Regions from separate parts of the Capra hircus genome. Here region 1 is linked to region 2. A link is a contact called in public Hi-C data. All regions are on one chromosome and are shown on one strand. The core of a region is the stretch at or near the end of the contact, and the rest is flanking DNA. Distances in the headings are between cores, read along the strand shown. Region 1 holds the start of PON1 (serum paraoxonase/arylesterase 1). Region 2 has its middle 19 kb from the start of ASB4.

Region 1 (2,700 bases), core at 91-2,590, 150 kb after region 2:
CCAAAAAGGCTTCAGTTGTATCCACTGCCTTGGTGGAGATAGCTAGAACGCTGGCCTTAGCTGGCCACTTTCCCTCTCCACATGCTCAGACCCTCTCATATGGACACACCAGTGAGGTGGTCAGATTTATTAAGCAGAAGCTCAAGATGTAAGAGTAAGTGTTTGAGTGACAAGAGATGGAAGCCCCTGGTCTCTAAGGCTGTGCCTAAAAACTTGGACAGCACCACTACATTCTATAAATTAAGGCATTCACAGAGACAGCACCAGTGTCAAAAGAGGGATCTTGTACCACACTTTTCAACGGGAAAAGTGTCGAAGAATTTGTGGCCATTGTTAATCTGTTACAAGAGGTGATAAAATGGAAGCAGCAACTGTCGACAAGCCTAAGAGATTTTATCAGTGCTTTTTTACAGAAGCAGCAAAGAAAGCAGTAGGTAGTTAAAATGTGGGATCACAGAGTATTTTCCCCGGAAAACTATGAGTGAACCTAAAGCATGCCTGTATCTAATGGCAATATTCCAGAGAAGAGGAAGATGTTGTAGAAGAGGAAAGCTGTAACTGGGACCAAAATTCTTGAGAAGGAAATAAAAAAAAGAAACCCAGGGCAAAGAGAAGAGGTGGTCTCTCATGAACAGGAAAGTCTCATTCATGGTAACAGGAGAGAAGGCAGAAGGTAGAGGCACTTCCTACCCTGCTTTGCTCAGAAGTCGCCTTATCAGTGATGCCTCCCTGGACACCCCTTTCTTAAATGGCACCTCAGTATGCCTGCTCTATGCCTTTCCCTGCTTTATTGTTCTCCATACAGGATGTGCATCCCCATAATGCAAACACGGATTATCCACAGCATATGCAAGAGTGATATATTTTACTGATTGCTGGCACATAACAGGTACTCAATGTCAGCCAAGAGTCTGGAATGAATGAACACCTTAGAGAGGTATCTGATGAGTGGTGCTGAAAGAGAAGCTTGATATGCGGATGTCTCACGGAGCCACGTGGCGGTAGTCTTGGGTGAGAATAAACTTGCATCTTAAGAGGTGCCAATCACAGCCCTTCTTTCCTTTTGTGCCTTTTCTGGCTGAGTCACAGTGATCAAGTTACTGAACCCCTCTGAGTCACAGGATTAGGACCTTGTTGGCACAAAGTGAGCGTTCCTCAAAGCCTGGCTCTCCTTTCCCACCGCTCTCCGTTTCCTCCGACCTGCCTATTCTCCCCCTTTCTGCGCTGACCCCAACCAAGTTCGCGCAGTCCCCGAGCAGGGCGGGCGAGGTGAGCTGCGCCCCGAGACGGGGAGGGCGGGGCCAACCCCAGAGCAGCCCTAGGCTGCGGGTGCGGGCGCGCAGGGTCTCCACCCCTTCTCCCGTCTGTGCGTCCGTCCATCCTGCCGCCGCCGTCTGTCCCAGGCCATGGCGAAGCTGTTGGTGCTCACCCTCTTGGGACTGGGGCTGGCATTCTTCAGGGATCACCGGTCTTCTTATCTGTGAGTTGGGTTGCAGCCCACCCCTGTACTGTCTGTCCTATCCACTAGCCAGACCCGGGAGTCTTCCCCCTCACCCTCCACTCCCAAGCTGGCTCCAGGCTCTTAGAAAATCAGAAGGCAAGTGCAGGATGTACATCCCAAAGCGATTTCATAAATATGCAACTTTCCCCAACCACCTGATCACCCTTGCTTACGGCCTGGGAGAGAGGCTAAGGAGGCGATTGCCCTTGGTGTGAGTGGCCAAGCTGTTGTCACACACCAATTAATTTTTCATAAATACTGGTTTATCTTGGCTACAGATTCACTTCTCAGATTTGCTGCAAAATAAATAACCAGACTGGAGGGGGCCTCTGATATTGTGAGAATTAGGGAAGAAGCTCCGGACTCAGTTGCCTGGCTGTGGCAGAAAACTTCCCAGCGTGGAGATGCTCAGTTTGAGGCTTCGCTGAGAGACAGAAAACTCCTGTGTGCAGTGGAGCAGATGGGAAGGAACGGCCACCTGCTGCAGCGGAGATGTGTCAGGGGTTAGAGGACAGACCTTGATGTCCTGGGTTCTTGCTGTGTCCGTTCCATTGTAGGATCTCTCACATTTATTTTTCATGAATATCAGTGTATGTTGGCTACTGCGTCACCAAAGCCTCATATAAGAAGCACCCAACAATGTGCTTGGGATATAGTATTTAATAAATGTGTCCTGCTTCCCTTCAAGGGAAAAGTGCCTTTCTTAGAAGTGTTCTGTTTCCCTTAAAGGTTTTATAAATTTTTAAGTACTATACAAGAGGGAAAAGTTTTCTAAGAAAGTATCAGTGTTTCATAATAACTTTTTAATAGGGGTTCAAAGTCTAGAGATCATCCTAACCCTAACGATTAATCGGTCATACATTATTGACTTTGAAGTAAAATATTACTAAAAATCAAACTGAACATTTTGGACTTTCAGAAAAAGATCATATGACCCTGTTGACTGTTTAGCAACATACATACATTCATTCAGAATAGATTTCTGTAAATATTGGGATTTTCTTTTCTAATTGTTGGTTACTTTTGGAATCACAAACTTAGAAAAAAGTAAGAAACAAACAGTGATTTGGGATTTTTAATCATGTAAAAATTAATTTGTGGATTTTCACTAACCATGGTACTATTTGTTGTCAAAGAAGAATATATACTTATATACATTATGCATTATATATAATATTAATACATTTATGTAAATACAT
Region 2 (2,700 bases), core at 107-2,606:
GCCCAAGATTCCATAGTTAATCAGTGGTAAAGTGGAGCCAAACCTACTTGTTTTTTTTTTTTAAGTACTGAGACCAGAGAGCTTGTGTGACTTGCCCAAGATTCCATAGTTAATCAGTGGCAAAGTGGAGCCTCAGATTTAGTGTTAAGCTTCATCCTTTAGTTTTTAAACATGATACTCCCTCCCTACGGATCTTATACATCTCCTTTCCCCGAAGGCTCTTTGTAGTGTGAGGAAAAAAAAAGCAGTCACTTCAGTGCACACGAGAAAGTTATCCTATGCTCTTTAAGGTGGACATATTTATGAAAATTTTATAAACTTGTAAAATAAGCCGTGTTCAATTATTATTTTATAAATGTGCTATTCTGTTGTGGTCACTATGTACTCTGGGGATTCAAAAGCTGACACAGAGTTTGTTCTTTGGCAAATATTTTAAGAATGCTCTTTGAGAAAGGAATCCACAAATACAGCTTCAAAGAGCAAAGCACATGTAAAAGCTGCAAGCGTTTTTCTGGAGAGAAAATTAAAGCCATGCTGCTGTTATCTTTTATTAGCTGTCTTTAACACACCAGGCCGCATGATGGCAGTGTTTCTCGGTAAATGATCTTGGAAAAACAGCTGCAGTATCCCAGGGGAAAAAAAATCTGAGCCAATGCAGATAAAATGTGATCTAGATTAAATCACAACTATAGATTAAAAATTGAGGAGGGGGGCAGTTATCCACCTAAACCATATCTTTTATGATCATATTTTCCTACAGTGAATTTCTCCATGGGTACAGGACGTTATAGAATGAATTTCAAAATGTGAGTAGCTAACAAATAAATATAAACATCTAGGCAGGAGGAGAAGGGGATGACAGAGGATGAGACGTTTGGATGGCATCACCGACTCGATGAACATGAGTTTGAGCAAGCTCCGGGAGTTGGTGACGGACAGCGAAGCCTGGCGTGCTGCGCTCCATGGGGTCGCAAAGAGTCAGACACGACTGAGCGACTGAACCGACTGAAACGCTGTTTGGAAGGGAAGGGCAGTTGTGCGTTTACTGTTTGTTTTCATTGCAGTGGTAATAGGAAGAGGACTTAGAATAATAAACTGAATATGCTTTATACCTTGTGTCATTAGCTTCTTTGTAAATCATTATTGTCTTACAAGACTGTGTTAGGGTGTGGGAAAGCAAAGCGAGCTTGCTTCTCATGCTCACGATTTTCCTCTTAGGCAGGAAACATATTCCGTATAAGACGAGAGCGAGATTTCCTGAGTCTCTTCTAAAAAGGCGTGAAGCCACAGATGGGGGTTAAAGCAGCAGCTACTGTCAGTCAAGGCCCCAGGCAAGACTGTGAAATCAAAGATTTGTTCCCGTTTCTCAGTCCTGTCCTTTCTCCTGTCTCTTAGGCTGCGCCTTGATAGCGCCAGGGGGTAAAAGAGCAAGGCTTGTTCTCTAGATCTTTCTTCTATTTCTTGATCCTTCTAGGTGGATTTTGTATTTTAAACACAGGCTGTGAAGTTTCTATAAATCTTATAAGAACGAATGTCAGCCACCTACAAAGGAATATTTGGGGACAGACATGCAATGTACACCTAACTCATTTCAGCTAACAGACTTAGCCGGAAACTGTCAGATGACTCTCCAGGCTTGCCTGGCAGTTCTGCCACCACATACCACGATTCAACAGGTATTCTCAGAGTTATTATTTATGTGTCTGACACTCTGGCGGGCGTGGCCACAAGGTGAGTAGGAGGACAATGTCTCCTGCACTGCAAGCAGACGCTTTAACCTCTGCGCCACCAGGGAAGCCCAGTGAATGCCCAGTAACCAGTAAAGAGCCAGGGTCTCTGTGCTTAGTTGCTCAGTTGTGTCTGATTCTTTGGGACCCCATGGACTGTAGCCTGCCAAGTTTTCCTCTTTCCCCTGGGGATTCTCTAGGCAAGAAAACTGGAATGAGTTGCCATGCCCTCCTCCTGGGGGTCTTTCCCACCCAGGGATCGAACCCAGATCTCCCACATTGCTGGCAGATTCTTTACCATATGAGCCGCCAGGGAAGCCACAAGTAGGAGGATGAAGCCCCCAGTCTCAAGAACGTATAGCTGAATGAGAGAAATGAGAAGTACAGGCTACACAGCAGGTCAGAATAGATTATACTGTGAGAGTGTTGGAGAGGAAAGAGTTCTACCTTCTGGCTGAAGGCTCGAAAGAGACCTCACAGAGGATATTTGACATAGAATTCTGATAGAAACCAAAACACATCGGATGTTTGATTATAGTGTGGCACCACCTAGAATGCACTCTTCCCAAAATCTCCAACTCACCAGAGATTACTATTATGTCAGTCTTCCCAGAACTAAGGGATGTCAACCATCCCTCACAGCAGGGAGTAAGGGCCTGGGGAGAGAATGGCTAATCCAACTTAACTAAAATAAAAAGAATGGAGAAGTAGAAGATGACCTGGAAACCTGACTTGGGTCTATAACTACAGGAGGCCTCGAATGCAAATGGCTCATGTTAAACCCCACCAGTAATGGGAATCACTGAAGAATGCCAATACTCTGGATTATAATTTTATATCCGAATTCTATATCCAGCTGGGCTTAGGCAAGGACTGTGTAAGAGAAGATAGTCATTCATTATAACGATCTATTCTATCGGCAATTTGAATTATGATAATGTTTCTCAAATTTTAAGGAACTTCAGAATCATCT

Evidence for each region. Hi-C and Micro-C count contacts between places; a contact is called where the count stands out from the background.
Region 1: a contact with region 2 is called in a Hi-C map of blood, with 4 times the contacts expected there. The contact joins the promoter of PON1 here to the enhancer-like site in region 2. A contact is called at or near these places in 2 of 5 Hi-C or Micro-C datasets (both in blood).

Annotation. Positions count from the first base shown.
Region 1 is chr4:108,066,366-108,069,065 of ARS1.2, forward strand. It overlaps PON1 (serum paraoxonase/arylesterase 1), which reads left to right and starts at 1,341. Exons shown (of 9, transcript XM_005678946.3): 1 at 1,341-1,480. The coding sequence starts at 1,407.
Region 2 is chr4:107,914,410-107,917,109 of ARS1.2, forward strand. No RefSeq gene overlaps it. Among named protein-coding and RNA genes, the nearest start is that of ASB4, 19 kb to the left of the region's middle. Within about 2 kb of position 1,357, at least 3 of the 5 cell types and tissues checked have an H3K27ac peak or open chromatin away from gene starts, as enhancers often do.